Regions from separate parts of the Anas platyrhynchos genome. Here regions 1 and 2 are each linked to region 3. The links are chromatin contacts, called in public Hi-C maps. All regions are on one chromosome and are shown on one strand. Each heading gives the region's core, a stretch centred on a gene start, on an enhancer-like site or on the middle of the called end of the contact. The rest is flanking DNA. Distances are from core to core; before and after follow the strand shown. Region 1 overlaps LOC119716379 (a long non-coding RNA gene). Region 2 has its middle 3.7 kb from the start of TRNASTOP-UCA. Region 3 has its middle 4.4 kb from the start of PLB1.

Region 1 (2,718 bases), core at 6-2,505, 330 kb before region 3:
TCCTGCTGCCTTGCAGTTCATCCCTGGCATGAGCAGGGTGCCTCGGTGCGAACAGCCTGGCTGCACTCATGCTCTGACCTGGCTGAGCCAGCCTGGGGGGCTCCTGGCCACAGTGCCTCATGCAGGCCTGGCCAGAGCTCTCAAATTTCCATAAGAAAATACCAGCTGGACACCAGTGATGCCTCACAGAACTGCCAGGACTGCCCAGCAGCCTCACATACCCCACCTCCAGCTCTTCAGTCAGGGGACAACAGTTCTGTGTCCACTGAAGCCATTGGGCAAACCTGTGCTGTGGAGATGCTCTTAGTGCGACAGGGAAGGCTGGGGAGAGACACACGAGTACTGCCTGAGACCTCTGCAGCAGTAAAAATATAGCAGAGTCCTCAGAGGAAGGCTCGGAAGTAAAACACACGGCCCTTAAAATAGCTGGAGAAACAAAGAGTGCTCTCATGACTCAGGGTCTGTGGCCACAAACCAGCCAGAAGCCAGCAGAAGGGGTCCGAGCACCCAGTCAAATGGCACTTGGAGGAGGAGAACAAGACGACCTGTCCTCAGAAGCCTCTGCCCCAAAGGCTTAGATCACTAAACCTGCCAAGGAAGACTTCTCTAACAAGAATAAGTCACAAGCCTGTCATTTGTCCTCTGCTTTCTGAACTCTGACAGCACGCTGCATCTGTGCATTCCCCTGGCTCTTCTAAAAGCCAGGGCCAAATGCTGAAACCTTTATCGGTTTCTTACAACTATGGACAGTTACTGGCAAGCTCTCCACCAGAAATCCCAGTTGGAACAGTTCTGCAGGCAGCGTGGCTATATAAACAAGGATGAAAACGGCCTTGGGAAGGAGGAAATGAGTTCGGGATCAGAAACAGCAAGCTCTGCATGCAAGCACGCTAGCACTAAAATTAGTAGGAAAAGGGGGCAGGAGAAGGGATGGGAGCGGAATAATGTCACGGACATTTTACCACACACTCCTCCCTGACGTCCCTTTGCTTCTAGGGTAAAACCTCTGAGCTAGGAGGCACTGTCAGAGCAGAGGCAGGGGCTGGCTGGCTCCTGTCCTATAAACCTGACCCACGGAGGGTCCCCGGCTGGGAGAAACCCAGTGAGAAGCCGTGCAGGCTTCATCTTGCCTGTGTTACACACGAGCCGTCCCCAGAGGGCACAATAGACCACGACTTGGCCTCTACAGCAGCTCAGCCCTTCCCAGCCAGGCCTGGCGGGTGGGTGAGGCGCTTGGGGGTTTTCCCAGCTCTGAGTTCCCGTGGGCTGATGGCAGGAACTGGGATTGCCACAGAGCAGCTCGGAGCCGCTTCGGGCTGACGAGCACATACGCAAGCACCTAGCAGGAAGCTGCGCCTTGCTAGCCAAAGGTCTGGGTGGCTCCCAGGCAGGCAGCCAGGGGCACGATCCCAAGCTCCACATGCTCCCTCCTCAGCGCTTACAGCCCGGGATTGTGTCCCTAAATCCCACCCAGGGCTGCCTTCTCGTTGCCCAGCACTGTGTGAGGGGCACTGCACTTGTCACAGCCCGCCACCAGGGTCCTGGCCCTCCAGAGGTATGGAAGCAGGGCCTCTACCCAGCCTGACTGCACTCGGGTGAGGCAACGCAGAAATAAATTGTCTTAGCTTCCACACCACGGCCAGCATTGCTAGATTTATTCAGTGATAGTTTTCTGGAGTTTGTTTCTGAAAAACTTTTACTACTCAGCTGTGTCCTAGGTCCCTGGTAGGCGAGCAATGAGCCCAGACACAGAGCAATCAGCTCCCCCAGGTGAGCCTGCTCACACCTCACATAGGAGCACATGCAGCAGGTGCGTGGGAGACCCTCATAGGTGTGGAGCAAAGAACAAGAACAATAGCAAATCATCACCACAGCACCAGAGCCATCCCAATGCGTACACGCACATTGCTGCGGGCGGGACAGACAGACAGATACCCAAGTCATACATCACGTAGTGCAGTGGTGGTCCCACCAGACTCACACAGGTAACAAGATACTCATTATGTCAGTGCTCATCACCAAGCCCTGGCCTACGTATTCTGATGCTAATGTGGTGTCTGTGTTGATAGAAATGAAGCTCAGGCTATAGTAAGAGTCAGAGGTTAACAGCCTGAAAGAGGTAAAGAATGGAGCTATGATTAGACCAGACAGATGGGTCAGGTGACTTGGAGCACTGTAATTCTCATCCTCACCAAAGAAATTATGTTCCTGCACATAAACGTAGGTTTGCAGCTGTCAGACACCTTTCTGTGCCACTCACACAGTGAACATTCAACAGCACCGTTCCCAAGAGACGTTACACCACCAGGACCGGTACAACTGAACACACTTGCAGTGGTGTTCCTCTGCAAAATCTATCCAGTGCTTCCATGATTTCATATAGCAAAATTAGCGTAATCTTACAATCTCCAGGTTTAACCTGAAGGCAAAGAGAGCTCTTTTCTACACAGCCTGGTGAAAATTAGGCAGCCTTTGAAAAATTGCTGTTTCATATTTTTTTTTTATTTTTCCCCTCTTATGTTTTGGGTACCTTTGTTCCTAAAAATATAACAAAAATGTTAATTAAACAGAGTTCACTGTTGTTATATGCCACTGTCACGATGGCAGTGATGATACAACGGTGTAATTACAACACACTTTACTTTAGGAAAGTAAAATTTTTACTTTAGGAAAAAAAAACCTCTAAAAGCTCATTATCACCAGGAGTCCACGCTTTTT
Region 2 (2,700 bases), core at 15-2,514, 310 kb before region 3:
CTGAGTCTGCTTTGTTTGCAGTCACTCATTAGTCAGCCAAAGCGTTCGGCGTTTGAACCTGAGTGTCACTTTCTTCCCTGACAAAGGGCCAACCGAAGAGGAGCCAAAGGCTTTACCGCTGCTTAGGAGGCAAGCCAGGGGTTACTCAGCGGCACGATGCACGAGAGCCCGGCTTCTCAGCAGAATGCAATCTGCCTCCTGTTGTTTTCCCCGTGGAGTCACAGAGCGGCGAGGAGGATGTGCTGGTGACAGATGGCTGACGCGACTCATGAAGCGCATGGGTGACTGGGCTGTGACTCAGCAAGAGTTTGGGCACGGGAGCCCCGCTGCTGGAGCTCTTGCACGGTGACCGTGGACCTGGCCGGGTCTCCTGGAGGGCCGAGCGCGGGACGTCGTTTGAAGTCTGTGACCGCCAGCCTCCACGGGAGGGAAGCAGGCACACGCAGCCTGTTGGAGCAGAAAGTCAAGCTCCTAATTACTGTTTACATTGGTAATGGATAATGTCGTAGTGCGTACAACTACATGACCTGCTGGTGGTGCTTAGATGTCCTGCTAGCCTTCGGAAAGGAAACCATTCAACATCCTGGCCTGAAGTAATGACAGTCTCACTTGGAGGGAGTAGCACTCAGAAAACTTCTTTTTCAGTCAAGTCACTAGAGGGGGACAAAGACCTGATCTGGGTACACAGCCATACACCAGCTCTCCTGTTGCAGCTCTGGGAGACACCTTGGAGAGGCAGAAGCAAAGATGGCCCTGGCCTTCATCAGATCTGGAGGTGCCCAAGTGCAGCAGGATGGCTTTCTGGACACCGAGCAGGCAGGTGGGGATCAGCAGCACGTTGGGGAAATGAAGCCAATCCTTTCCCACCAGAAGCAGGATGGTGCATGCGCATGTTTAGCAGCCTCTGTGTCAGCTCTGCCAGTGCTTCTCCCTATTCCATAGCTGGCTGGGGCTTTTGAAGGCCAATTTTTTCTTCTTTCTCCTCTTTTATGAATGATGAAGAGCTGAATTCACAGGTCTGGATAGGTGCCAGGTGTTATTGTTGTCTCTGTGAGTTAGAGACGTCATGGAAATATTGGAGAACCTGAACTCGAACAGAATGTACCTGTGTGCATCCCACACGCACGCAGAGAGCCAGAGTGGCCGTAGTAAGCAGCAAGGCAGCGTTTGCAACTAACATATTGACCTGAAGTGCTTAAAAGCCACTACACACACTCCCCTGGTGAAATGTCGACTGGAATGACTCATACAAATGGATCGTGATGCACAGTCCTCAGCCCAGCCAGACTGTGCTTGGAACCAAGGCACTCCCATTTTCTCCCCTCCAGCATACTTGCCTGACCAAATCCAGGATTGAGCCATTTGGCTCTGACTGGAGCTGGTCAGAACATGTTTTTCTTTTCTTCTCTTTTTCCCCTCCTTCACCCTTTGGAAAATGTTGACATTTTAGCAAAGGGCTAAAAAACCCAAACCCTGAATATTTTCCATTGGAAAATGCTCAGGGAATGGGAGGGGAACAATCCCAAAATTGCCAACAATCAAATCTAGTTTGCTTTTAAGCTTTTTGGGTTTATGAGAAGGGGTCACGTTTGGAAGAAAGCAAACACTTTCTATGAAAATATTTGTTCTCTTCAAACCCATTTTTTCACTAGAAAAGTGTTCCAACTGGCATCCTTTTTACTGAAGTTAGTTTGGACATTCTCTACGTCTAATTTTGGAATCGGCCCGAAGAAAAACTAATTCAGAAATGTAAATCTTTTATTGGAATATAAAGCACAAATGACACATACAGCACAACTTTGAGATATATCCCGATAGTCTCTGTGTGTCAACAGTCCTATTTTCACAAATATCTCAACCAAGTTTGGAATCTGGCCTCTGGGACGCCAAGCTCTCAAGGCTTAGTGCTCTGAGCACATTCCTAAAGGGAATCTCTCTTAATAAGATCACATCAAAGGCTGTAAGGGAAGCAATAGGCAGTGAAAGGCATATTACCTGTAACTATCCCTTGAGTAGCTGATAGCACGGAAGCACTTAAAAAGCATTTTGTTCTGATGTCTTCAGCTAATTTAAATTTCTGTCTGAATTGTAATGTAGGCCTGAAACATTTGTTTCATCTTGTCTTTGTGTATTATCCTGCTTTGCTGTAAGTTAAAAATAAAAAAGGAAAGGGACAATGTTAGCATAACAGAACACACATATTTGGAGGAAAGGAATTATGCCCTAAACTTTTACTAAATGCGGCTAATAACAGGTTAGAGTTTAAAAATGGAAAGATCTTAAAACAAGTATACACTGGTCATAAATAAATTTGGGCTGCAAAGAAGCAGAAGCCTTCAAAACAGCAGCAGAGTGAAGTTCAGAATAACCTCCTAAGAGGAGCAACGGGAGTAAAAAACTGAAGACAGATCTCAATCAGTTGTAGGATATCATGACAGCAGAGGAGGAGATTCAATGTCCCATGGGTCCGTTCTCTTTTTTTGTGCCCCTTCACCCTTTTTTTTTTTTTTATTTCACACTAAAGCTTCTCAGTTCCTCTTCACATTTGCTCCATTATGGTTTAGAGTTGGAAGTGCTGGACTTCGCTGTGACTTAGTTCTGCTCTCCGTCACTTGTCACTTCCAGGCTTCCCTGAACTAGTCACTGCTGTTTGAATTGGGTCACCGCAGAAGAAGGGGTATGTTTGACTTCACCAAGCCC
Region 3 (2,700 bases), core at 169-2,668:
TCCTTTGCTTGCTGTACAAACAACCCTGTGGAAGCTGGCTCCAGTAGGTGTGGTCTGTGTATGCACTCTTGGGTGTGCCGCTTTGTTGTGTTAAAAGGACCATTCCTCCCCTAAAAGCAAGTTTCCAGGTTGTCACCAGCTGTCACATCAAAACTCGTGATCCCTCCCATCCCCCACCTGCCTGCCTTCCCTCTTAAGTAAGAAAAATGGAGTTGCCTGATGGGATGAAACCCCAGCCAGCACCAGGCTTGGTGTCTTGTCTTTGTCGCACACTGGTCTAGTACCCCTCTGTGTGTCTTCTGGGCCACCAGGGAAAAGAGATCCGCATTATTTGCTGTGTGCTAGAACAGCCCCCTGTGTTTGGGGAGGCTGTCCTCCTTCTCATCGCCCCTCTTGGAAATGCTCCCCCAGTCAATCCAGCTTTCCTTCTGGGTTAAGCTTCCTGTTGGGCTGGCTGGTCTACTTTGTCTTTCTGAAAGCGCAGTGCTCCAGATCTGGCACAGCATTTAGCACGAGTGAGCATTCTTCAGGATAAAGCATAATAATGACCTTCCATGACATGCTTATGACACCCCATTTGCATATCCCCAAACAAATGTTTTGTAGGATTTCTTTTTTTTTTTTTTTTTTTTTTTTTTTTGCAATAGCAGCATACCATTGACTCATATTTATTACATGATCCACTCTAATTCCTCCAGATTCTTTGCCGTAATACTGCTGCTTAGGCAATTATTCCAAGTCATTCATTTGTGAATTTAATTTCTCCCTCCTGATCATAGTACTTTGCTGTGTTTTTATTGAATTTTATCCAGCTGATTCTGAGTGGCTTTTGCAATTTATTGAGATCACTTGAAATAATAATGTGCAGATTAATTGTTCAGAAAATCCTATGCACAGGCCCATGCCTGCACCCATAGCTGGTTCCAGAGCCCAGCCTTTCCGTCTTAAAAACAAAGGCCTCCGGCACTTGATGGCATTCTTGCAATATTCAGCTGAAATGTCAGGATGAAGCCTGGCAAAGCTGTGAATTTTGGAAGGTTCTTTCAATGAAAATATGGAATAAGAGCATCTGTTCAGCTGGCAGTGGCTGTTGGTCTCCGATCATCTAGCGGTGGTTTGAATCAGTGATATTTTCTGTATTATTACAGGTCTTCAGAGCATGGAGTCCCTGGAAATATGCAAGCTTGAGATCAGTTTCTGGCTGTAAGGGCAGGAGCAGAGCTACAGCAGCGGACTGCACCAGCAGACACCACCAGCTCTCATCAAGGGTCCCCTGGCCTAGGCTTTCCTCCTGAGGACTGGAACTGCTGCTCCACAACCATAGGAGTGTTTTTCCCCGTTCCCAGCCACAGGGGCCGGGAACGTGTTGGTCTCAGGAGCTAAATGTTGTAGGAATTTGGTGTCCTCTGGTGGCAGCTGTGAGAGTTACAGCAGCCAGAAGCAAGCTTTGGCCTCGCCATGCAGGTGGCCATGGGCGCCAGTGGGCCGTCCCAGGGCCTTGCTCTCCAGGTGGAGCACTGATACTCCTTTCCACCTGCACTGTAAATATTCCTGTGCCTGCCTGGCATCTCTTGTTTCTATATGCTCACCCCTCCTATTTATTTTGTGCCTGGGGAGCCGCTCCCCTTCCAGGAGCGCTGAGGGCTGCGTGACTTTGGGTGCAAGATTGACATGGTGGTGGTTGCTTGTTGTTCACCTGGGATTTCTTCATCTCACAGAAGGGAATTTAGCTTCTGCGAGGACCTCTGCACAGTTAGCGAAGGCTTTTGCTGCTTGCCTTTGCATGGTCCTTAAGGAAAATAGCTGCGCTTGGTTTCAAAGGCCTTTTAATCCACTTATTTGCAGGCACTGAATCTGTTACTGCCCAGGCTTGCCCAAATGTGGTTCCACTCACCAGGTGAAAAAGCTGGCAAGTGAGAAGGCACAGAGCACCTGGACAGGCCATGCCTGACTCTTTTTTAGCCACAAAACAGGTGAGAGCATCTCAGAGCATTGTGTAGATGGTGAATACTACAAGTGGGAGGACGCGTTTGCCACAGCTTGTGGTGTGTAAAGTACGTCAAGGGAGCATGCTGAGCCTTATGCTCCTAGCTCCAGGTGCCTCTGCTGGATCCAGGCAAAAAGTGATCATTTGCCAGGAACTTGAAGTTCAATGGTCTGTGTTTGGAACAACTGCAGTAAGAAGGGTCAAAAAGCCTCATTGCTTGCGAAGAAAAGCAGCCTTACTACCTTTCCCCCATCTCACAAACTATGTTACCACTTGGTAGTCTTCTCTATTTCAAGGGCAACACAGGCATTAATAATGCAAAAGGAATATAGCACAGCTGGGGCTGCCTCATGGAGGTCAAAGGGATATGTTTTCTGACCTGTAGAGGCAAGCTGAGAAACAAGCTTCTACAGGCGAGTGAGGTTAACAGAGGATTTTTTAGGGTGTGGGTACGTGGACTTTGCGAGCCTGCGATGCATTGGAACCTATACAGGCTGACCCTAAGGAGCCTGTGCATTGCACCTTCTTGTAGAAAGAGCTTGAGAGAGCACAGGAGGGTCAGGAGTTTCCCACGCTGTTGCTGCAGTCCCAGCTCTGGCTGAAAAACAAAACAAAACAAACAAACAAACAAAACCTTTTGTGGTGTGAATACAAACAGTATAATGCTGGAACTGCTTGAGGAATTTTATAACTTGATGGAAAAGGATGGGAGA

What was found. Hi-C and Micro-C count contacts between places; a contact is called where the count stands out from the background.
Region 1: a contact with region 3 is called in a Hi-C map of subcutaneous adipose tissue, with 6 times the contacts expected there. The contact joins two enhancer-like sites. A contact is called at or near these places in 6 of 8 Hi-C or Micro-C datasets (F1 follicle, F5 follicle, liver and 2 more).
Region 2: a Hi-C map of subcutaneous adipose tissue shows a contact between it and region 3, with 2.0 times the contacts expected there. The contact joins two enhancer-like sites. A contact is called at or near these places in 5 of 8 Hi-C or Micro-C datasets (F1 follicle, F5 follicle, liver and 2 more).

Annotation. Positions count from the first base shown.
Region 1 is chr3:38,200,011-38,202,728 of IASCAAS_PekinDuck_T2T, forward strand. It overlaps LOC119716379 (a long non-coding RNA gene), which reads left to right. Exons shown (of 2, transcript XR_011808179.1): 1 at 1-2,718. Among named protein-coding and RNA genes, the nearest start is that of TRNASTOP-UCA, 15 kb to the right of the region's middle. Within about 2 kb of position 1,256, at least 6 of the 8 cell types and tissues checked have an H3K27ac peak or open chromatin away from gene starts, as enhancers often do. A contact at or near this core is called in subcutaneous adipose tissue, where this site is marked.
Region 2 is chr3:38,219,032-38,221,731 of IASCAAS_PekinDuck_T2T, forward strand. No RefSeq gene overlaps it. Among named protein-coding and RNA genes, the nearest start is that of TRNASTOP-UCA, 3.7 kb to the left of the region's middle. Within about 2 kb of position 1,265, at least 4 of the 8 cell types and tissues checked have an H3K27ac peak or open chromatin away from gene starts, as enhancers often do. A contact at or near this core is called in subcutaneous adipose tissue, where this site is marked.
Region 3 is chr3:38,527,488-38,530,187 of IASCAAS_PekinDuck_T2T, forward strand. No RefSeq gene overlaps it. Among named protein-coding and RNA genes, the nearest start is that of PLB1, 4.4 kb to the right of the region's middle. Within about 2 kb of position 1,419, at least 2 of the 8 cell types and tissues checked have an H3K27ac peak or open chromatin away from gene starts, as enhancers often do. A contact at or near this core is called in subcutaneous adipose tissue, where this site is marked.